3 separate regions of the Mus musculus genome follow, and all the other regions are linked to region 3. Evidence: chromatin contacts called from public Hi-C and promoter capture Hi-C data. All regions are on one chromosome and are shown on one strand. The core of a region is the stretch at or near the end of the contact, and the rest is flanking DNA. Distances in the headings are between cores, read along the strand shown. Region 1 holds the start of Ostf1 (osteoclast stimulating factor 1). Region 2 holds the start of D030056L22Rik (RIKEN cDNA D030056L22 gene). Region 3 holds the start of Psat1 (phosphoserine aminotransferase 1).

Region 1 (3,663 bases), core at 17-2,516, 2.7 Mb before region 3:
TTTCAACTTTGAACCCTTTTGGTAAGCAGAAATCCCCCACAGGTAGAGTTCCTGGTAAGCAAGGCCTGGGGGCATAGCCATGACCAAGCTCCTGCTAACCTTTGCCCCTTGAAGTTTCAGTCACTTTTTTCCCCGTAAATTAACCTTCAATAGACATGTTGAAGGTCCATTTTGTGGAGGTTCTTTTTTAAAAAGTTGCTTTCTTACATTTGTATCTAGGTTGCGGTGCATGTGTGTGGGCAGGTGCATGCCATGGTTCACCACAGAACACATGCTCAGGTCATAGGTCTCCTGGGAGTTCTCTTTCCAAAGTGTGGGTGCTAGAGGCTGAACTCTGCTCATCAGGTTTGGCAGCAGGGGCAGCTGGACCATTGTGCTGACCCTGTAGTTTCTTACATAACCAGTATTTTCATTTTTATTACCCCTAATATACAATAGGCATATAATATTGACTGTGACATTGTGAGTTTACTTATGTGTGAACATAAACTCTCGTGTTGGGCAACTTGTATAAAGTACCAGCCAGTAGTATAGTTTTGACTTCGCGGGTAACTATTCAACTCTGAAATTGTAATAAGAAAGCCAATGCATAAGCAAACGAGCATGCTGTGTTCTAATAAAATTTTATGGTCACGGAAATCTAAGTTTCCCCTAACTTTCGTGTGCCACAAAATACTATGCTTTTGTCTCAGCTATTTAAAAAACGCCAAAAGCACTGTTAGAAGTCTTTATAAAAGCCAGGCAGCAAGTGGGTTGGAGTTTGTTAACCAGATGCTGTAGAAAAAGCTGTCCTGTCCCGTGGGGGATCAAGACCCGATTCTCCAGCTAGCAAATGTGGGGTCTCCTACAGCTAGCAGTGTCTAGTTGCTTTTTAGGAGCATCTAAGTCCCACCGCGGTTTCCCTAGACACGATCAGGTTCCTGGTACATACAGCGAAGGAGACTCTTGAAGATTCCCAGGCCTCGCCGTGTGTACGCAGCAGGCAGTGGGTACTCACCGAAGCGGGTTCGAATCCTTCCCAGCAGGGTCGCAGAGCAAGCTTCAAGAGCGTTTCATGCCTACCACTGCCCGGTGCTCACCTAGGCAGCGAAGTCCACTGCGCTTTCATAGCCTCCCCTACGCAGGGCCTGAGGGCGTGGCTACTGTAAAGCTCCTCCCCCAAGAGAAAGGCGGGGCTCCGGCGTGCCGGAGCAGGCTGGACCTCTGAGGTTCGGCCGGGCTCCCCGCCGCAGCCAATCAGCAGCCGGCGAGGCGCGGCCACTTCCTGGTGGGAAGGCCGGGCTGTCTGCGGAGCTCGCTGGTCCGAGTGTCCCGCATCGGGTTGCGCGCGGATCCGGAGCGGCCGCGGCCAGCGCAGGCTTGGCGCCCAGTTCTCGTGTGCGTGTGGGGCTCCCGCGGCTGAGCCTGGTCGCTCCGTGTAGCGCCATGTCCAAGCCACCTCCCAAACCGGTCAAACCAGGTAAGAGTGGTGTGCGCTGCGCGTGCGGGTCTCCAGGCTGCGGGACCCGGTGCTCGAGTTCCCGAGGAGCGTCCTCGGACTCTGTCCACACGGCTCGCCAGGACGTTCTAGCGGTGTGGTGGCAGCACCTCGGTCGCGGCCACTTCCTCATATTTCGCCCTGTCGCTGTCAAGTTGGAGTTCTTGACCGGCAGGCGAACGGGAAGTGCGCTGCGGCTGGGTGGGGTTTGCGCCCGGGCTGGAGCGGGCCAGGGACCCGAGGTCTCCCGGGAGCTTTGGAGAGCTGCTCGGGCGCTGCCAGCGGGACAGCCGGGCTGCAACCCTCTCGGCTCCTAGCTTTAGGCAGTGTCGCTCTGTCATGCATCCTAGTGTTTTTGCTTAGGGTGACTCTCGCGAACTAAACTGGAGAGAGTACGAAGTTCCTCAAAGCAGTTTTCTTGACCGCCCTTCCTGGTTCACTTTTAAAAACGTTGTTCTTAGAGTGTTTTCTGTGATATGGAGAAACGAGACTAAATAAACTCGTGGGAATTTTCATTTGGATAGGGAATTGACAGGGATCGTAAAAAAATGGGAGATGAATGTTTGATGAATTCCCAGACCCCTTTTCCTAATCTCCTGCAGCTTTGGTATTACAAAGGCTGAAAGCCATTTACATCAACTTTTATAGCTGCTTATGCTGCTGCTTCAGTGATTTTTTTTTTTTTTTTTTTTTGCCCTTGAGGTTGTTTTATTGGTTTTGCTTTGCTTGTTTGTTTGTTTTACTAAAGTGACAGTCACTTCAACTTCAATAATTATCCAGTTTCCTTCTTTTGTGGCAGCATCAAGCCCCTGACTTTGAAAATAATGCACACATATTTGTGAAACAGGCATTCGCTGTCGACGTAAATTCTGTAGGGCCGGAATATGAAGGAAGTGGCTCAGACTGGCTTTGGCCTGAGCAGAGGCTGGGCGGGTGCTGGTTGAGGCTGCCCTCGACGTGAAATCTGAGAAGTTTGCAATTTGCAATTTAGATGCGGATGTATGAGGTGGCAGTTTTGTAAACTCTGCTGTAAGTCAGTAAGTACCTCGAGGGTCCAACTAAGCTGAGTTCTTTGATGGCTGAACAAAGCTCTTGATTTTGAAGAATGTGCCGAGAATCGGTTCGTGAAGTTTTTCATTCCCCCAGACACAGTAAAAGTGAAGTCAGTGTTGAGTCTGTGAGTGTTGGCAGGAGCCTGCCCCTGTGTACGTGATTGTGAACTTGTGTGTTCATGCACCCTTGGGTGTGGTTTAGGACCCAGCCTGTTACTAAGTCGAGGTTTGCTCTGGGAACCAGTTTTGTTGTTTACATCTCTGCCTTTTCCTCTCCAGCAAACCAGAAAACACATGGCTAAACATTTTTACTATTTAGAGAGAACTTTGACTTCACTTTGGATTTATAAGTGAGGCCCAAACATAGAGTTGCCATGAAAGTCGGTTTATTTACCTAGTAATGGATAATGAGAAATATTAGTGTCAGTAGGACTTAAGCTTTGTGCTTGCTTACTTGAAAACAGAAAGTTTTATTTTCATACTGTCCCACATGTACTGTGTGCTAGGCGCTTGTCTAGTCACACATACGTGTTTGAATTCATTCACTTCTCAGTAACCTACCAGGTCAGTAACTGTTTTTTTATTCCCAGTGTCCAGGGGGAGTAGGCACAACAAGTTAACTCATCTCCTCTCAGCAATGGGGTGGTGATGTATGGGTCATAGAGGAGTGCAACTCAGATGTTTGACTCCAGGATTTGTGCTTTGCTCCTGTGTGAGGAGCCCTGAATATTTTACAACTGGATAGGAATCTCAAAGAACCAGGTTTCTGGCCCCCAGCCAGACTGCTTTATGCACAGCCATGCTGAACACCCCTGGTTAGGGTACAGCAGGTGTACTGTGCTTTCTTCCCTTGGCAAGTCACGGGGATGAAGGTCTCCAAAGAAGCTGGGCATTCCTGAGACTATATCTAAGTTTTAATTTGTCACTTGCTGCTTTGTTTACACCCTCTCTCTTCTCCAAAATATTTCTAAACATTCAAATTATCAGAGAGAGTTGGGGGAGAGGGAGAAGACAAAGGCTTGGGGCAGAGAGGGAAGAATAGTAAAAAAGGAAAAGAAAAGTAAGCTGGTATACAGGTCCTAGGCTCCTGTAGAGTTACCGAAAAGGGGAGGTCCTGTGATTCTCTGCCTCATG
Region 2 (3,961 bases), core at 1,237-3,736, 2.8 Mb before region 3:
GGGAAAGCATCCTGCCACCTGCAGCAGCCCTGCAGTCAGCCTTGAAAGGCAGAAAGAATCAGTCTTTTGGGAATTTAATATTGAGATAAAGATACAATAAAGGCAAAAGACATAGGGTGGCGAGATGGCTCAGTACATACAGACACAGACACACACACAGACGGTAAAAACTGGAGAGAAACAGGTCAAGCCTGAATAACTGACAAAAATCGCTGACCCTACCTCATTACAAGCATAAATTAGGATCACTGTGAGAATTAAACATGAGCAGAGTAAATGCACACTATTGCTAGGTATCACACATCCTTAATAATGTGTCATTAACTATTTCTCTAGGAAAACATTTCTGCTGCTATTTAACCATACCATGCAATATTAGCTAAGCAACTGATCTGCATAAAGTTATACTGTTATTAAAAATGCAGCTTATATATAACACATATGCACTCTTGGCTCTGTCTACTTAAAAGTATATGTATACATTAAGGTATCCCCTCTCTATATACACATGTAAGTTGTGCATACACACACATGTGAGTGTTCGTATGAAACAATAAAGGTGACATCCTTAAGTCTGACAACACAAAGCAGGCAAGTACTGTGCTTGGAAAGAAGACACCTGTGGCACCATTTCCTACACAAGACTATCCATAGCGTTAGGGCAAGGATTTATGCCCTCATCTGAGCAAGCAGAAATCAGGCAGACACTGACACCAGTTTGCTTTTTGTTACATCCTTTTCTCCTGGATGATTAGCTCTTAAAACAAACCTTTGTCTTTGGAAGCTAGAAAAGATGGAGAATTCCTATCTTCTCAAGGTTCTTCAGAAGATAAGGAACTCAAGGAGCAGAGCTGACAGAACACTCCTGGGCCTCACGGTCTTCTGCTGGCTGCTACTAACAAGGGAAGACCAACAGGTCTAGCCAACTGTGTCTAAGCAAGGACTGGATGGTGTGGTGTCTGCTTACTGAACGCTCGCTCCCCTTGGCCAGTCAGTCTCTCTCATCACCTGTGCACATAAAGCTAGGGTGCCTGCAGTTACATCCAATACTTCTGCTTAAGAAACCAGTAACTTTCACCTAAAAACAGTGAGTGTAGTATTGAAAGATAATCTCCCTGAACGCCTTTAATCTCAGCACTCGAAAGGCAAGAGGAAATGTGGATCTCTGGGTTCGAGGCCAGCCTGGTCCAGGACAGCCAGGGCTACACGAAGAGAAAATTTCCGTTATCTTATCAACTTTGTTATAAAATAACTAGAAAAGGACACTGAGCAGACGCATGCCAAGGTGGCTGAGTTTGGCGAGCTCTAAGAATCACCCTTGCTTCTTCACCTCATGCTCCACCAACTTATGCAAGAACTGCTTTAAAGAAGGCTCTTGAGTCCCTAAGTCGGGCCAATGCTGTGCGATACATATATAGTATGGGTTATAACTCACTCGAAGGCCGGGCAGTGGTGGCCCACGCCTTTAATCCCAGCACTTGGGAGGCAGTGGCAGGCGGATTTCTGAGTTCAAGGCCAGCCTGGTCTACAGAGTGAGTTCCAGGACAGCCAGGGCTACACATAGATAAACCCTGTCTGAAAAAGCAAAACACTCACTTTAAGTTTTCTAGTCACGTGTCTAAAAATAAAATTAACAAACAGTACACCCAATATGCGGCAAGTTGCTTCGTGTGTAACACAGTTCAGAACCCGACCCTTTATCTTAAAACATATTTGGCGCTCCTACTCTTCTTACACTTAAAACACATAAGTTTGGTCAAGTTATATTTCTAGTGTATTCTGTCTGATCACATGGCTAGCGGCTACCAAAACAAAGCAGCGGAGAGGACAGTGAGTCCAACAATCCATTCTCACAGCACTGAACATTAGGAGTTAACAGGTCCTCTGATGAATGCTACTGGAAAGCATGCTAGAAGTTCTACAGCATTCCCCATCAAATTAAACGCCTCTCTCCCGTTGGTCACTGAGCTGACCCTCTAGGGTCCAGCCCGTCTGGCCCACTCGATGGCCCGACTTCCGCGGCCTGGCACCGAGCTCCGGGCTAGTGAGTAGCGGACCTACCTGGCTGTGCACCCCGTCGGCTACCTGCGGGCTGCCCGCGCTTTCTACTCTGTCGCCGCCGCCCGCGGCCCGGGGTTCCTCCTGCTCGCCAGGAGGTGGCTCTCCGGGCTCCCGGCTACAGCCCTGCAGCTCCTGTCTGTCGTCCCCGCCGCCGCGTCGCTTGCGGGGCGCAGACGCAGGCTCCGCCATGATCCCCGCGTCCCCCTGGCGCTTGAGGGGCCGAGCCGTCCCAGACGGCGGGACCCAGAGCGGCGGCTCCTCGGGGAAGTCGCTGAGCAGGAGCCGCTTCCAAGGCACGCGGAACGTGAGCGGCTCAGCCGCACGCCGCTTGGCCATGGGCCAGGGACGAGGGTCGCGCGGGCGGCGGGCGGAGGGCGAAGGGCAGCGCAGAGCTCGGCTGTCCCGAGGGCGGACGAGACGTTGTGGGGGAGCCACCGCGCAGCGCCGGAGTTTCGAACCTGCGCCGTGATGCGCGCGCACCTGCGCCCATCCAGCACAGCCGCTGGTTGGTGGAGGCTCGCGGTTCGCGTTCCCGAGCGCCCTTGCGGCCGGAAGTGCGCCCTCTGAGGGGGCGGGGCATGGGGATGTGGATGGAAGGAGGCCGCTACCCCCTGGCGGCCTTCTTTTGACTTGCACGGTTGTTCGCATTCCCCTGTGTGTGCGCCTCTCGGTCCCCAAGCGAGGACTCGGGCAGGAGCGGCCGAAAGACTCCGCGGCCTCAGAGGTCCCAGCGGCAAGTGCGCTGGGGCCCTTTCCTCTGTGCTGCGATCCTGGGGCGGCGGAAGTGTCTGCTTAGCCCGCAGCGGCCTGCAGGTTCCAGGACCTCTCCAGTGGGTGGTGTCTTGGCAGAAAAATGTAAACCGTGGCAGAAATAAGTCCGTACTTTTTTTTTTTTTTTTTTTTTTGGTAAAAAGCAAAAAGTAACTAAAGGATAGGGTGCTTGCCTACCATGCCCAAGGCCTTAGATTCTATCCCCAGTGCTGCAAGGATAAGGAGAAAACGCAGTAACCAAACAAAACTAAGGAAAAAACAAAACAAACAAAAAGAAACCAAGCCCATCAACGCTCCGGAGAAACATTCTTTCTAGGGCATGGTAGAGCTGTTTTAGCTGATAGGTACTGTGTATGGGTGTATTTATGAATATGCGCCATGTGCATGCTTAAATATCTCTAGATGTAGTTGTAAGCCATCTACACAGAGAAACTTCCTTCCAGCACTGGGGATTGAACCTACGGCCTTGGGCATGGGAGGCAAGATCTCTATCCTTGAGTTACTTTTTGCTTTTACCGAAAGACTAAAATACTGGCTCAAACAAACCCATCACGGTTTGCATTGGTGGGAGGACAGCAAATAACCAACAAGCACAAACAGCGTTATCGGTAGTGTACAGAAAGTTCTGTTTGATCGCTCCATTTCCTGTTTGCACTTGGTAATTCTTCCACCTGGAACAAATGATAAATTCGCCATTGCCATTTTCACACTAGTGACACAGATGATTTGTTGTGCGGAGACCATGTTCCAACACAATAGAATACAACATGGGCAGGTGTGTTCCTTCTGTTCTCCAGAATCTTGCTGCCCTCCCCCCACCCCGCCCCTCATTCCTTGTGATACTTAGCATTATGTACACAAGGTAGTATAAAGCATATGCATAGCTAAAATGACCGTAACACGCAAGTGTCCCTGCCTGGCTTCAGAAGGGAAAGAGCATCTGTGTGCCTCTTCACTGTCCCGTTTCTCTTTCCTGTCCCCAAGTAGTCTTGTTTCGGACCATGAATTACTACTTCTTTGTAATTTCCCCCTCAGTCCACTCACTTATCTGTATTTCTAAGATGCTTTTTTGGATTTGCTAATATTTTAAGATATACTAAGATCTAGCTGACATACAATACGCTGCTTA
Region 3 (4,116 bases), core at 1,159-3,658:
TTTCTTGTTTTTAAAGACCAAGTTGTTGCAGGATATTGGATCTCACTGTGAACCCCGGAGTTTGTATTATTTACTGAAATAACTTGTTTCCAGTGTGGTGTGGTTCATCCCTTAGTATACACTTTTAATCCCAAAACAAGGAAGGGAGTAAAGTTAAAACTAAAAGTTAGCAAACCAAAAAGTAAAGTAAAATTAAAACTAAAAGCTGGTTTATAGAAGGAAGCAGCCATGTTTGAAAGTGCTGAGTGGCAGACAAAGTGATGAATCAGAGAAAGATTTGACAGAGGAGAATATGTTCAACTCTTTTTTTTTTTTTTTTTTTTTTTTTTTTTGGTTTTTCGAGACAGGGTTTCTCTTTATAGCTCTGGCTGTCCTGGAGCTCACTTTGTGGACCAGGCTGGCCTTGAACTCAGAAATCCGCCTGCCTCTGCCTCCCGAGTGCTGGGATTAAAGGCGTGCGCCACCACGCCCGGCTCCATATGTTCAACTCTTACAAGGAGAGGAAAGAAAGCTACTAAAGAGAGCAGAGAGGAGAGGAGAGGAGAGGAGAGGAGAGGAGAGGAGAGGAGAGGAGAGGAGAGGAGAGGAGAGGAGAGGAGAGGAGAGGAGAGGGACTGGGAGGGAGAGAGAAAGGAGGCAGTCTTATTGGGACAGTTGTACAGTGACAGGTTGAAGAGAAAACAAGCTAGATACAGGTAAAGACAGAACAAGCCAGGGAACGAGGAGCCAGGAGATTAGAGTAGGTTGCCAAGTTAGTATGAGGCCAAGCAGAGAATTTCAGGAGAGCTTGAGAAAGAAACAAGATAGAATCACCTGGCTTGAAGAGGAGTTTTGAGCCAGAACAGCGGAGTTGAACCAGCCAACAAGAATTTGGAAAGAGCCAGAAAATGTGAGCGTATTGAGCAGTAAATCTCAGAGGCTGAAAATTTTATGGGTCTAGATTAGATTATACAGAGGCCAGAAGCTTCCAGGACTAGGCCTAAGTTAAGCTCCAGACAACAGTTAAATCAGGTGAATAAAGTTTACCAAGTTCCTTTGTATAGTCCTGGCTGTCCTGGAATTTGCTCTGTAGATCAGGCTGGCCTTGAACTTAAGGCTTACCTCTACTTCTACCTCCCCAGTAAGACACCGCCTATCTCCAGCTATGTAAGTTTTTAAACTAAGGTGCTGAAGAAGGCCGTGGACCTGGCTTTATTCGGCCTTTTCTAACAATTTTGCTCTACTACTCCCAGACTCAAAGCAGTGTTTCTGTTCACAGCCACACCCCTTCTACAGGTTATGGGAAACAAACAAGAGCCCAAATGCTCAAAGGCTGAATTGCACGCCTGTCAAACTGAGGCCACAGATGCGGAGATCAGCATTAACGCTCAGTAGGCACGGTGCCTATTCCTGCCATCCATTGTACAAAAGAACTTGGGAAAATGTTTTCATAGTAAAGGAATCTGGGTGAAACTGCAAAGTAGAGGGAAAAATGCTTTTAAAATGTTCTGGACTTCAAAAGAACTACCCTAGCATAGAAGGGGCCTTCTTGTTCCAGAATCTCAAGCGAGCCTCCAGCACAACTCCTTTGAAAAGGGAACTTGTGTGGAAAAGTTTGAACAGATGTGGCACTGTGCCCAGCTCGGCTCAGGGCCACATTCCTCCGGCCCTGACTATATTGTGCTCCCGTTAATACCTCCTCACAACTTGAGGACCTCCTGCACAAGAGCCAACATTCAGGTTCCTGCTCCTCAGTTCATGAAAGAGATAATGAGAGAACAGAGACTCAGCGACTTGAAAGAGGCTGTCCGCGATGAGGGTGGGGGTGGCGGTAGGGGTGGGGTGGGGCTGCCCCCAAAGTTCGTAGCCACCCGTGGGGCAGTGAGCTAGAGCGCAAGTGCAAATACAAAGGCTTCGTATGTGATTTTTGAGACAGGGACCCTCCACGTAGTGTGGCTGGCCTCCACGTAGCTATCCTCCTGATTTACCCTGCTGGGATTATCAGGTGCACCAGGTCACAATCCTATGACCGCACTCTTCAACCATTTCTACACGCTGCACCTCCTTCTTTGAGTGTCCTGTCTCTACGTCGGAGTGTCTGTGAGGGTCTTAGGAAAGTCCGGTGAACAGTGGGGACTGGCTCTGGGACAAATGCAGCATAGCCCAGCTCAGCTGGAGGTGGGCCAGGAGCAATGGGTTTGCGCGCCACCTCGAAGTTGTTCAGAGGCCAGGGCAGGGGACTCTGCGCCCAGAGGTGCGCGAAGGCAGAAGGCACCTCGCCACGCGGGTGGCTGGTGCAATCCCCTGCTCTCTTGCGTTGACCGCTAAAGCCGATTGAAATTCTAAACTCCAGGAGGAGTTGATTGATCGTAGACTCCGATAGTGAGCGTGGCCAATAGGGAGGGGAGCTTCTGAGCGAGAGCCAATCAGTGAGCGGCCTGAGACAGCGAACCAATGGAGCGCCGACTCAGCAGGCTGAAGCCCGCTCTGCCTTTGCATCCGGAGACGCGGGCTGTTCGCGTGGTCTCTGCTCCTGCCACTTCCCCTGCTGTCGCCTTAGCACCATGGAAGCCACCAAGCAAGTGGTTAACTTTGGGCCCGGGCCTGCCAAGCTGCCACACTCGGTAAGGTGGCTGGGGTTTGGTCGGAGTGCGGGCATCGGGATGTGGGGCGTCGGGATGCGGGTGTTGAGATACAGACAGCGGTGAGCAGGGATGCCGCCGTGGAGAGATAGTTGCTGAGGCCGAAATGCGCTCCTGTGCACAGACGCGGGCGTTCACTTCCAGCCGGCCTCCTGGTGGCGTGGCCTCTGCGGCTCCCGCGTGCACAGGCGAGCGTAGGAGTGTGAATGAATGGGCGGTCGGGGCGGCACGTTTCCTTCCGGGGAGCGCAGGCTAAGCTCCGGGCGCTGGGAGCATAGTCCTCAGAACTCGGAAATTGAAAGCTGCCGGCTTCTCCCTCTTCGCCTCCACCGAACCCACCCAGCCCTTAAGCCTTTCTCCTGGAAACCTGCCTGTCTCCTCAGACTCTGAAAGGCTTTGGTCTGTTTGGCCAAGTTCCATTCACTTGATCGGTGTGTCATCCCGTCCCATCCTGCACGGGTTCCTCCCGCACCCCAGCTGTGCGGAATGAGATGCCTCTCGTGGCCGGGAGCCCATGGACCAGCTGTCCAAGCTGCTATCTGGTAACCGCTTGCCACAGCTCGCAGGCATGGCCAAGAATTGTACAATTATCTTTTGTTGAACCCTGGCGATCTCCCCGGGACACCACGGTCTCTGTTGGGGTAGAAACAGGATAGTGTGAGAGAGGGAAAGACGCCTTTCTTTTGTAGGGACAGCGACACAAGCTGAGAACAGGGCTTTTTCTGCAGCCATTGCAGTTCATCTTACATGACGGTCTTTGGTAGAACTGTGGGACCTTCTGGGAGATCTCCCCCACCCCCATCCCTCTCTGTTTTGGAAAGCTCTGGGTTTTTTGTTTGTTTGTTTGTTTGTTTGTTTTGTTTTGTTTTTGCCAGGTTAGGTAAGGCAGTGTCTCTCAGTACAGGCTAGCCTAGAATTTACTTTGTACCGCACGCTGGTTTTGAACTATTCCTGCCTCCACCTCCCAAGAGAGCAGTGTCTTACTTAGGGTTACTATTGCTGTGATGAAACACTGTGGCCAAAAGCAACTAGTGGAAGGAAGGGTTTATTTCACTCACAGTTCCCTATAACAGTTCATTATCAAAAGCAATGAGGACAGGGACCTGGAGGCAGGAGCTGACGCAGAGGCCATGGAGGGGCGCTGCTTTCTGGCCTGCTCTCCGTGGCTTTCTCAGTCTTTATAGCACTCAGGATCACCAGCCCGGGGGTGGCACCGCCCACAGTGTCAAGTTGACAAAAATAGTCAGCATGTAGGAATTACAGGCATGTGCGATTAACTTCAATGTAGTAAGCCTTCTTGATTTAGTTTCGAAGCTTTCAAAATTCATGTATGGGTGTGTCTGTGTGTGGGTGTGTGTACGCGCATGGGTCAAGTGCCTGAGGAAGTGACTTAGAGGTGGTTGTGAGCTAGCTGATGTGGGCTCTGGAGCTCCAACTGCAACTCCTGGAAGAGCAGTCTGTGCTTGTCCCAGCTGAGCCATCTCTTCCATGACTT

What was found. Hi-C and Micro-C count contacts between places; a contact is called where the count stands out from the background. Capture Hi-C pulls out chosen DNA fragments and counts their contacts.
Region 1: a contact with region 3 is called in a promoter capture Hi-C map of adipose tissue, with 4 times the contacts expected there. A contact is called at or near these places in 1 of 39 promoter capture datasets (the HPC-7 cell line) and 2 of 9 other capture datasets (adipose tissue and liver).
Region 2: a Hi-C map of B cells shows a contact between it and region 3, with 6 read pairs. A contact is called at or near these places in 1 of 484 Hi-C or Micro-C datasets (B cells), 2 of 130 datasets of targeted methods (both in embryonic stem cells) and 1 of 9 other capture datasets (adipose tissue).

Annotation. Positions count from the first base shown.
Region 1 is chr19:18,629,416-18,633,078 of GRCm38.p6, reverse strand. Ostf1 (osteoclast stimulating factor 1) reads left to right here and starts at 1,266. Exons shown (of 10, transcript NM_017375.3): 1 at 1,266-1,459. The coding sequence starts at 1,426. It overlaps Nmrk1 (nicotinamide riboside kinase 1), which reads right to left and starts at 1,063. Exons shown (of 9, transcript NM_145497.2): 1 at 998-1,063.
Region 2 is chr19:18,711,760-18,715,720 of GRCm38.p6, reverse strand. D030056L22Rik (RIKEN cDNA D030056L22 gene) reads right to left here and starts at 2,486. Exons shown (of 2, transcript NM_001374130.1): 1 at 2,062-2,486. The coding sequence starts at 2,397.
Region 3 is chr19:15,923,351-15,927,466 of GRCm38.p6, reverse strand. It overlaps Psat1 (phosphoserine aminotransferase 1), which reads left to right and starts at 2,408. Exons shown (of 9, transcript NM_177420.2): 1 at 2,408-2,603. The coding sequence starts at 2,544.